Linked DNA regions of Mus musculus: region 1 is linked to region 2. Evidence: chromatin contacts called from public Hi-C data. All regions are on one chromosome and are shown on one strand. Each heading gives the region's core, a stretch centred on a gene start, on an enhancer-like site or on the middle of the called end of the contact. The rest is flanking DNA. Distances are from core to core; before and after follow the strand shown.

What was found. A called contact is a pair of places that touch in the nucleus more often than the background predicts.
Region 1: a contact with region 2 is called in a Hi-C map of the N1E-115 cell line, with 6 times the contacts expected there. The contact joins the enhancer-like site here to the promoter of B3galt1 in region 2. A contact is called at or near these places in 4 of 484 Hi-C or Micro-C datasets (the N1E-115 cell line, cerebral cortex and forebrain), 3 of 115 datasets of contacts at active chromatin or transcription factors (the 230-238 cell line and neural progenitor cells) and 3 of 9 other capture datasets (adipose tissue, liver and pancreatic islet).

Annotation. Positions count from the first base shown.
Region 1 is chr2:67,742,926-67,749,184 of GRCm38.p6, reverse strand. B3galt1 (UDP-Gal:betaGlcNAc beta 1,3-galactosyltransferase, polypeptide 1) reads right to left here. Exons shown (of 6, transcript NM_001379327.1): 2 at 881-1,025. Among named protein-coding and RNA genes, the nearest start is that of Mir6335, 35 kb to the left of the region's middle. Within about 2 kb of position 1,289, at least 2 of the 459 cell types and tissues checked have an H3K27ac peak or open chromatin away from gene starts, as enhancers often do. A contact at or near this core is called in the N1E-115 cell line, where this site is marked.
Region 2 is chr2:67,562,494-67,568,142 of GRCm38.p6, reverse strand. It overlaps B3galt1 (UDP-Gal:betaGlcNAc beta 1,3-galactosyltransferase, polypeptide 1), which reads right to left and starts at 2,454. Exons shown (of 6, transcript NM_001379327.1): 1 at 2,109-2,454.

The DNA of each region.
Region 1 (6,259 bases), core at 40-2,539, 180 kb before region 2:
TCTGTATACTAATGAATTCAGTCAGGGTTTGCATTGTGCCCTGCATCATTGAAACCACTAGCCTTTGTTGAATGATCACAAAGATAACAGACTGAAGACTCATCTACAGTGGCTTGAGTGTGGAAATGATTCTAAAAACAAACAAACAAACAACAACAAAAACAAAACCCAAGTAGGATAGACAACAGAGTATCTTCAACACCTTTAGGACAGACTTTGCTGGGAGCTATTTCAGAGCCAGAGTAGAAGAGATCTTGTAGACACTAAGCTATGCCCGTGATCTCTCCAAAGGAGCATACACTTGAGATGAAGGGAGGAATACTAAGCTCAAATTTCTCAAGAAAAGATTAAGATTAGAGTCGATGTTTAGATGCAACTAACTCTACGGAAAATGGAAACTCCGAATTATTTTTGGTTAATAAATTCGTCTAAATCAGGAGTCCTATTATGAAAGGTTATTTAAAAAACAGGGAAATGTGTGAAGTATTCAAAAGCATAATGTCTAGTGCTCGTCAATAGAACTCGCAGTTCTCTGTCTTATGCCAGCGTACTAAGGTTGATCAGTGTCAGCCCTGGAGCTTCTTGGTGATGCCAGTTGACTGTTCCTATGAGCAGGCTCCTAGGTATCACATGAAAAAAACTGTGACAGTCCTTCCTACTGTTGACTTACATCCGAAGTGTCGAGCTTACTGCTTTGCAAGGATTCTTGCTTTACCACGTCACCCTAATTCAAATGTGAAGATAGTATCTGCTGAGCACTGGCGTCAGAACCCACTTCACAGTAAAGATGATAATCATGAAAGCAAACATGTTATAACCAAACCCTGAGCATCTTAATGTTTCCCGGGACATTATCCATCTGTATGCAAGTTTCACTAACCTTCGAGGAACACAAAACTGAAGATAGGAGTCAGCTGTTACCTATGATGAAATCATTTGCTTTCTTCTGACAGTAGAGTCTCTTGTCTCACATAAGCCTTTCTCCACTCCTGGACACAGCAGTCCTTGACGTGGCTCTAACAGATCTATGAGGAAGAGAAAACACATAACAAACATGAACACTGTGCTGTGTGTTGTTCAGATTCTCTTTTTGACACTGAATAAATTTTCCACATATCTTATCAAGCTGCTGTACAAAAATTTGCATCTGGAGAACACTTAAAAAGCCCTTTTCTGCTGGGCTGTGATGCTTTATGCCTTTAATTCCAGTAGAGGCAGAATGATCTCTGAATTTGAGGACAATGTGGTCTACATTGTGATTTCCATGACATCCAGGGTACAGAGAAAAACCATGTCTTGGAAAACAAAACAAGAAGAACGACAAAATCTCTTTTCTTTCTTTACGTCATGTATGACCCAAGGATCATAATCACTTCTTAGGAATGTTTCACTCACTACATATGCATTTAGATTTAACTTGCCATTTTACTCATCTCTGAGGTGGACTAACACACTGTGGCACCTAAATTCTATTTCTTCTTTCCAACCTAATTTCTCTAGTGGAATCCCAAGCACTCTACCAATCTTGTAGCAATGTTAACCTGAGTGACTGGACCACTCTGTAAGACACTCTTCCATATTAAAACACATTCCATATGTCCATTTTTGGAACAACAACAACAACAAACACACAGACTGCTCTAATTCAATTCGATGAATCCATTATCCACAAGCTATTCTTGGAAAGTCTCTTAAGCTGCTTTGTGGAGTTCCTTAGTAATTCTAGCCAAACCCACCCTTTACAGCCTTAAATATTTATGTCATAAAAAATATGTTTTAAGGGAGACTTGCAGTGGAGCATATAATTTTGTAGCTCCAAAATCTCCCAACCTGTTATACTTACATAACCATTCCGAGTATTATGTGGATGCAAGGGAACATCAAAAGTGTAGCTATGCAGAAACTTGGAGATATAAGGATGCCCAGGTTGTTTCCAAATCTAAAACCATACCTGCTAGTCTGCTTGCTTTATCAAATGAGCTCTCTGTGAGAGCTTTTAGCATAGAGATATGAGTTTTGTGACTTTTTTCAAATGCTTCTTCTAAGGATAGATAGATAGATAGATAGATAGATAGATAGATAGATAGACAGACAGACATATACACATATACATACATACATACACACATACATACACACATACACACATACGGGACTCTTAACAGCAAGTGAGCAGAGACTCAGAAAAGGCATAACCAAAAATCCTCAGACCAATCCATACACACCATGCTCCCACTGAATGAAGCACATTCCCACTTTTACAGAATCAAAAACAGCAATTGTTTCTAAACCCAAACTTGGCTCATCCACTGAAGACCATTTTTGTTGTTTTGATGTTATTTTCTTACAACAGAATTTAGGCCTTTTATAACCTCAGGCAGTTTATATACAGCTGTCCAGGAGGCCAAAGTGGTGTTAAGCTACTTTCTTTCCTGTGAGCAAAAGCCAGCTGGGAAGACAGGTGCTGGCAATGTTGCTGCCATTGAGGGATACTCAGGGCACTCTAAACAAACAGCACCCTGTATACACTTTACAAGTCCAAGCTGGGACTGACAACATCTGACATATGAACCATATTGGAAAAGAGACTAATAGTCTAATAATAAATATATTTATCAGTCTAATACTTAAATAATAAGAATGACAGAATGGTCTAAACTTATATTAAACTCTTGCAGGTCAACACCATCCACTCCTCCACAACACTTTTAAATAAAGCCCCTTTGGGAACAAAACCCTTTTTAAAGAAAATGAAAACTTTCCATAGCCAGCTAGGATTACAAAATCTCTCAGGCCCTTTTGGGTTTTGAACCAATTTCTTTGACATTCTTGCTAAGAGGGAGGAGTCGTTGTAAGATTAAAAAGATGAAATAATATAATTATGTTAAAATTAAGTATGAACCATGTAATTAAATTACTAACTCCCCAATTCTTGGGATAGTATTTAATATCAAGAAGAAAAAAGGCAACATAATATTTGAAAGAATAAGTGAAGAAAGAATACACTAATAAAAAGTCTAGTTTAAAAATTAGCTTTTGGTAAGAAGTCTACTACTGAATAATAAGCTTTCTAAACTGAGTTAACTATTGCCTTCTTTCTGATCTCCGATTGCCCAAACTCTGGTCAGAAAATGTAGTATGTGTCTAACATTATTTTGGCAGGGTAGCTACTTGAAACTGCAAGAGATATGGCTCAGATGTTAAGAGTATTTATTGCTTTTGCAGAGGACCAGAGTTCCACCCCCAGTACCACAATGTGGCTCACCAAGCCTGTAACTTTCTATTGCCCTAGTTTTGTAGACAACACTCCAGTGTGAGCATACATATGAGCATTTGTTTACAACATGTGTGTATACAAACAAATGGAAAAGAGAAATAAATTAATAAAATAAAATAAAATAAAATAATTAAAATGGCCACTTGAATCCAAACTGCCTGAGATTCTAGACAACTTGGAATAAAACAGTCAATGTCAAAAGGTAATTTCTTTTTTCTTACTTGTTTGTGACAAGCTGAAAAAAAATCTCATATAAGTTTCACATATTTAATATTTAAGAAAAGTATGTAATTTGAAAAATATTGTTTACTAGAGAAGCAGATGTTGTAGTACAAGTCTGCAGTTAAGGAACAGAGGAATCTGAGACAGATGAATCAAGAGTTCAAGGTAAGCCTCAGCTAAAACACATATTCAAGGCCAGAGTGAGATGCAGAAGATGCTCTTTCAAATGAAAACAAATTTGATACACAATGAAAAGGCAAATGATTAGAAGAGAGATACTTAATGATTTAATGATTAACGGAATGCCTTTTTAGTATTTTCACATATATTTGCTTTTCTCCCAACTTCTATTTCTCATGTTCCTCAGTTTTTAACAATAAGCTATGTGTGTTTCCTGGTCATTCTTTGATACTCATATATTCATGTATATGGTCACTTGGAAAGGCTTTAAAGAAATTACGGTGTCGAGATTATAAAATGTGAGCAATCTTGCAAACATAGACACTTACAGCTTCTCGATCTCAAGCCACATGATATACATAATTATAGTAGAGACATCTTTAAATTTTCTTATGATTCTCACATGGTCACAGATTCCTTCTCTGGTAAGCCCCAAAGGCACCACATCTTGACTTTCAGGCTTCAGGACTAATCTCTAATAATACAAGCATTTCCCATATGACCTTTGAGCAAATTTTAAGGAAGGCAAATGAGATAAACTCATTAAATATTAAAATCTGAGTAAAAGAACTCAAACATTTTAGAAACAGAAACAACGATCTCCATTGTGTAAATGTACCACATTTTCTTAGGCATTCCTCTTTTGAAGGGCATCTGGGTTGTTTCCAGCTTCTGGCTATTATAAATAAGGCTGCTATGAACATAGTAGAGCATGTGTCCTTGATATATGTTGGAACACCTTTTGGGTATATTCCTAGGAATTGTATAGCTGGGTCCTCAGGTAGTACTATGTCCAATTTTCTGAGGAACTGCCAGATTGATTTCCAGGGTTATTGTACCAGTTTGTGATCCCACCAGCAATGGAGAAATGTTCCTCTTTCTCCAAATCAGCATCTGCTGTCTCCTGAGTTTTTGATCTTAGTCATTCTGACTGGTGTGAGGTGGAATATCAGGGTTGTTTTGATTTGCATTTCCCTGATGACTAAGGGTGTTGAACATTTCTTTAGGTTCTTCTTGACTAATCCAGTTTACTCAGTTGAGAATTCCATGTTTAGCTCTGTGCCCCATTTTGTAAATATTGCTATTTGGTTCTCTGGAATGTAATTTCTTTTTTATATTGGCTATTAGCCCTCTATCAGATGTAGCATTGGTAAAGATCTTTTCCCAATCTGTAGGTTGTCATTTTGTCCTATTGTTACTGTCCTTTGTCTTACAGAAGCTTTGCAATTTTATGAGCTCCCATTTGTCAATTCTTGATCTTAGAGCACAAGCCGTTGGCGTTCTGTTCAAGAACTTTCTGCCTATGCCCATGTATTTGAGTCTCTTCCCCACCTTTTCTTTTAAGAACAATGAATTCATGAAATTTTTAGGCAAATGGGTAGAACTAGAAAATATCATCCTGAGTAAAGTAACCCAATTATAAAAGAACACATATGGTATACACTCACTAATAAGGGGATATTAGCCCAAAAGCTCAGAATATCTAAGATCCAATTCATAGACCACATGAAGCTCAAAAAGAAGGAAGATCAAAGTGTGGGTGTTTTGGTCCTTCTTAGAAGGGGTAGCAAAATACTCACTGGAGCAAATATGGAGACAACATGTGGAGCAGAGACTGAAGGAAAGGCCATCCAGGGACTGTCCCACCAGGGGATCTATCTCATATACAGTCAACAAACCCAGACACTATTGTGGATGCAAAGAAGTGCATGCTGACAGGAGCCTGATATAGCTGTTTCCTGAGAGGCTCTGGCAGAGCCTGACATATACAAAAGTAGATGCTTGCAGTCAACCATTGAAATGATCACAGAGTCCCCAATGGAGGAGTTAGAGAAAGTACTGAAGGAGCTGAAGGAGTTTGCAACCCCAAAGGAAGAACAACAATATCAACTAACCAGATCTCTCAGCATCTAAACCACAAACCAAGGAGCACACATAGAGGAACCCATAGCTCCATTCCTACATGTAGCAGAGGAAGGCCTTGCTGGGCAGCAATGGGAGAAGAAGGCCTTTGTTCTGTGAAGGCTCGAAGATCCAGTGTAGGGGAATACGAAGGTGGGGAGGCAGGAGTGGGTGGGCAAGGTCATACCATCATAGAAGCAGGAGAAGGGGGGATGGAATAGGGAGTTTCTGGGGGATAAATCGGGAAATGGAATAACATTTGAACTGTAAATAAATAAAATATCCAATAAAAAAAGAGAAAGAAACAAAATCTTTGGAATTAGAGAAAGAGGGCTGGCCTTAGTTTTTCAGAGCTTCCGGATTTAGAGATGATATTTTCTGCATATAAATAGTAATAGATATTTCAAAGTCTCTATTTACATCTGACGTGGAGCAACTTATTTTTTATTCAAGTTCCTAGGGGCACGTCCCTTCCTCTAAAATAACTCATAGCTGAGCCGATGAAGACAGAGATTAAAAAAAACAAATCCTAAGACATTCCAATGATATTTTTCAGGAGCTATAACAACTACTCACACAAACCTATGAAGTATGTTGGTTGAGCCCTCCATTTTCTATGTGAAGTTAGAGTAACAAAGATATGTTTGATAAATATTAGCTCATCAGCTGACTTGAGAT
Region 2 (5,649 bases), core at 1,205-3,704:
GGACGGTATTATTTAATTCATTTGGATTTAAGTTTCTTTGGAATTTTTTATCAATAATGTGTACCACATTTTAAACTTAGTACCTTCATACTAAGCCATCATGGACAAAGACATATTTTTGTCAGCTCACAGATTTGTGTAAAAAAAAAATTCCCACAAACTAAAAGTAACCATTTAGTATGTTAATAACATCCATAAAGTCCTGAATGTTGTAATAATTTAAAAGTTGTTATAATTAAAAAAAATCATCTGGAGGCAGGTGAATCTTGACTACAAATCTAACAACATACACCTTATAAATATATCAGAAAAAGAGGCTTTGGAGCCAGAAATCATGACTGTTAAAAACAAATATTCAGTAGCAATTTCTAATAAAGCTTCAGAAATAAAATTAACACCGCTACCTCTTTATTGGAAGTTGCTCATCTCTTTTTAGAATAACATAGCTAGGTTTTGCAAACTACAAAGATGGGGGTTTTGCACAGATCCCTCCTTGCTGCCCACACTATTCCTCTGGGGTGCCATACTTTCGTTTTCACTATTCAAGCAAACCAGAAAGGAGCCCAAGCAAAGCTGTTTCTCACTCTGGCATGTTGTTATTGTTGTTGTGGTGGTGGTGGTCTATGAAATTTGTCCAGTGGTCGGACAACAGAATCCCCATTAGATTCCCCAACAGATAACCCAGCTTCAAACAGGGAAATTGGTGTAGGCAGTTCAAGATCCCAGATCCCTGTGTTGAGCCAGTTTTTGGTTTTCCCAACCCTGCCAGGCAGGGGAGCTGCCCTCCCCACCTCTACAGCTTCCTGCAATCCCATCTCTGGTCACAGTCTTTCCCGGGCTGAGCCAGAGAGGGGAAAGTGCCTTGGTGCTGAAATATCTCATGAAGTTTCGAAAGGAGAGATCCTTACGGAGACAATAGATCCCAGAGAAAAGTCTCTAACGTTAAGTTTGTGCGTCCTATACAGGGATGGGGGAATCACTGTCCTGAGCAGCGAGCTCTAGACTCAGCCTGAGAGCACTACTCAGAAATAGCAGAGCATAATTGGTCTTCTGCGGAAAGGTTGCAGTGTAAGTGGAACTTGAAATGGCTTTACAAAACGGAACATGTAAGAAAAACAAAAAGAACAAAAACAAAAATCAGCATATGTCCTGGAAGAAGCTGGATATAAAAACCTGGTTCCCTTTGAATTAACGTGTTCCAAGTCTGGTAGCCCAGACCCCAGCAGGCTTGAAGTTTCTGACTGCGCAGCCGCTCTCCCAGTATCTGTCCCAGGACACACCAGTCCCAAACACGATGACACACCTGTCAGGGCTGCGAGGGAGGAAGTGCCTGCTCCAGGACATTCCTCCAATGTCCGCACTAGCACCACTCCACCTCTGCCCATTTGTCCAGTTGCGACCACCTTAGCTCAAAGGCGTAGTCCTCTGGAGTGGAATTCATTTCACCCCAAATCTGCGCTCCTGAAAAGTGAACTGAGCCTCCCACGCGGGGTTTCTGCCACCTATAAGTGGCCAGTCCCCAAGCCTAGCCTCTGGCCCTCGCCCCTTATCAACTTCTCTTTGCTTCAGCAAGGCTGATCAACCATTACTTTCTGCTCCAAAGTCCCTGGCGTAAAGTGAGACTTTGGGGAGCCTCGGTGAATGCGCTTCTCCCCCAGCGCGCTAGACCCAAGGGCTCCTTTTCATTAAGGCAATAAAGTTCAATTTGCCCGGCTCCTTCTATGCCAGAGGAGACTTTTCAATGCACCGAGTTCTCCGTCCCAGCGCGCTCAAAACATCCTGTTCATTCCAGCCCGGATCCTTGAAGGACATCAGTCTACATAAAGGGGACCTACTCCTCTCCTTTCAAAGTGCCCCAAACCTCGTGCGTGTGCGCGCGCACACTCATACCCACACTCTCTCACACACAATGCCATCCACGCGCTGTCAAAGTCTGTCACTGCCTAAGCCAGAAGGCAGGAGCTGAAGCCGCACCGGCGCGAGCATCAGCCTGGCCAGGCAGCAGAACTCGCTGTCTAGGTCCCAAACATCCTTGTCCGGATGCTCCGGCCACTAGGAGCTTGTAAGCACCCCAAGATTACAAGGCGGTCTGGAGAGCCGCACCTTACCCGCGGGACGCGCCGTCTCTGGCCGTTCTGCTGGCCCGCGGGCCACAGGGACGCTGCAGCCGGGGTCCCGAAGATGCTTATTCTCCGCTGCCGCTGCCCGGATCCCTGGCGCCAGCATCACTTCTCCCCCGCCTCCGCCTCCTCGTGCTCAGCTCGCGCGCCCGCCCCTCCCGGCGGCCTCCTGCAAGCCCCGCGGTGCTGGCAGCGCGCGGTGGACGGCGGCGGAGGCGGCAGCGGCGCCCGCGCGGGCTCGCTCAGCTGCACCAGCCGAGCAGCCGCGGCGGCAGCCGGAGCACCGGAGCCGGGTTGCGCTTCCCCGGCGACGGTTCTGGCCTCGGCGACTGACAACGCCCGGCAGCCAATCGCCGCCTCGCCCCGCGCGGCGGGGGGAGACCAATCAGAGCGGAAGGCCCAAGGTTTGCCTCCGCCTTTGCTCAGCAGGCTTGTTTCCGGGAGAGGATGCTGCTGGGGTGTGGGATGGAGGGGGAGGCAGGGCTGGGGCGACGGGTGGGGGACTTGGGCCCCGAAGCCCAAGCCCAAGACACAGGGAAGAAGCCCGGCCCACAAATGTGGACCCCGGGCGCTTTTTGTCTACCCTCGAAGAGCATCTTGGCATGACCCGACACTCCCGGGTAACTGTCCCCAGAGCCTTGGCACGGAGGTTCAGTGTCCTGGCATCACTATGCAGAGGTCTTGGGACCCGAGTAGAAGCGGCGCTACTGGAGAGCGAATCCCTGGAGGTGGTCGCCGCCTTGAAGGAAGCAAGCAAAGTCACCAGACAGCGCCCCCGTCCTTCTAGGTTTGGCAGCTGAAAAGTGGTACCTCCACTAGTGATCAGCCTGGAGATGTCCAAGGAAGGAGATACATTGAGGAACGTTTTTCAAAGTTCCTTGCAGAGTGGACCTTTCATGTTTGCTCTCCATAGAAACGTCAACCCCGCAGAACAACCACTACGGGAAAATAACCAAACAAAACCAAAGGAAACCAAACAGTGACTGTGTGAGCAGGCTAGTTAATTACCTAGCCCTTGCACGTTGGTTTTATTTACTCATATGGAGAGCATCAAGCCTAACTGATCCAAGAGGTTTTGCTTTAAGAGTTCGTGTGCGAATGTGACTGAACATTAAGTGACAATGTTTGATAGGAAACGGAAACAGAAACCTTTCTTGCCTGTCCTAATCTTTCCCTCAAACACTAATAATCTTTCCTTGTAGAGTATTTTAATTTTCCAGTGCAGTTATGCCAAAATCGCCATCAAAACAGCCCAGAGGACTACTTAAAAGCTTCCGCACTTAATTTCTAGAAACAAGGAAAACAAAATTAAAACTGTTTACACAAAGGCTTGTAGAAGAAAGGGACAGTCTCCAAATGACCCTTGTTCTCCAATGGAGACAGTAAAAGTCACCTCACAATGCTTTTTGTGAGTGTTTTTAAAAGAAAAAAATCATAGCTACATCATTTTCTGATAAAAATGACTTTGTTACTCGGTATGATCCTTTCTTTTTATTTCTATGCTGTTATTCATGTTGCTAGTTATTAAGGGGCTCGATTGTTTTTGCAATCAACACCACTCTTTTCTTCATTTACCTTTTTAGAAAGGAAGAGAGGGAGGGAGAGAGGGAGGGAAGGGAGAAAAATAAGAGAGAAGAAAGAGGGAGAGAGAGAGAGAGAGAGAGAGAGAGAGAGACAGACAGACAGACAGACAGACAGACAGACAGAGTGAGAATTATTATTTGATTTCCAGAACAAGCCATGCACAAACTTCTTGGACTTGTTACCATTTAGAAAAAGAAGATGCTCACTACGCAACAGACTTGCCTACTATTACCACGTTTTCAGTATAGAGAATATTCAGACCTTTGCTGTTTTCTGTGCCTTCCTCCTCTTCAGCCAGTTGACCCATCTTGCTAGGCCATCCCTTTCCAAACTGGCTGTGCTGACAGTAATCCCATTTCTTTACAGTTAAAAGCTGACATGTAGACCCTATTCCTTTGGTTTCTTTTTAATATGACGGTCTTGACATGGCTTCTCGTTTAAAATATATATATATATATATATATATATATATATATATATATATATATATATGTGTGTGTGTGTGTGTGTGTGTGTGTGTGTGTATAAACACATACATATATATACATGTATACACACATACACACATATATATATATATAGAGAGAGAGAGAGAGAGAGAGAAGTACATATATGTGTTCCTATTGCATAAAAAAAAAAAAACAGTATCTTCACAGACTATCCAAGGAACAAACCATGTAAGAAGGAAGCTCAGGAAAGAAAAGTAAACGTGTAATATATTCAAAAATGTGGAGGGAAGAGTTAATCTCTGAAAAAATAAACAGATCTTAAAGTTAGAAAGTCCAAAAGCAATAAGAAGCTGGTGAGAAAGCGCAGAAGGAAAATCGCATACCTCTAAGCCTGACCATCCCATCTCAACCCAGAGACCCACGTGTTAGGAGAGAACTCATCCTCTCTAGGGTACACTTCCACACCCACAACCCCACACATGAACACAGAAAATTAAAAGTACAAAAGTGCATTTGTTACAAAAGCAGTTACCATTTAGAAAAATCTCTAACAAAAAGGTAAGATTGAAGAGAACCTCAATTTTTTTAAAGGGATTTTTGGTGATAGAAAGAGGTAGGTGATTTAGGACCTTGCAAGCAGAAATGTACAGACAGCCCATGTAATTTTTATAAGTACTTTATATCTTACCAAATATGTGATTTTACAGTTTGTGTGTTATCTCATATTTTGTATCTTCTAGCCCTGTATAAGTTTTGCATAGCATAGTATTAGTGAATAAGTCAATCAAGTAATTCTGAACAAATGAAAGGCTTAAAGAGAATCAACAGCCAGGTGTACATAACACTAATATCTATCATTAGTGCTTTCTGCATTTAGCTTGGAATAAAACAAGAATTCAGAATTAACACTTGACAGGAAGAATTGTGAAAAATTTAAGATCGAGGAAGCCTTTTTATTTTAAGGATAAAGAAGAAAAAGAAAAGATAACATTCTACACAGCTAAAAATACTGTGTGTTTGGTGCTAGAATTCTCTGCACTTCTATGAGAACCAGCATAGGAGGCATAGAAAGGCCAATGTTTTTTGATTTTTAATGAATTGTTTATATTTAAATGAAAACTGTTTTAGGGCAATTTGTTTGTTTTTAGTTCCTAATTACATATGTCTGATTTTTTTCTCCCTGTTATTAAAGGAAGGTGTTTCTTTTTATTTAAAGGGATAAAGATTCACGTAATCAAAAAGTACGTCAAGAAATTATATATTAATTAATGCAGCCAATCTATCAGGGTCAGTTGGAATGAAAGCAAGAAACTAAACAAGGAGAGAAATCTGTCCACTTCTACCCCTGACTCTGTCAGTATGAATAATCTCAGGGCAGTCATTAAACCCCCACTCAGCAATCCTTATCTTAAAATAGAGATTAAAAACAAATCAAACTTGTGGCTGCCTCTCTCGGATTTGAAGCTTAACTTGTAATTAGGGCTACAAGTTATGAA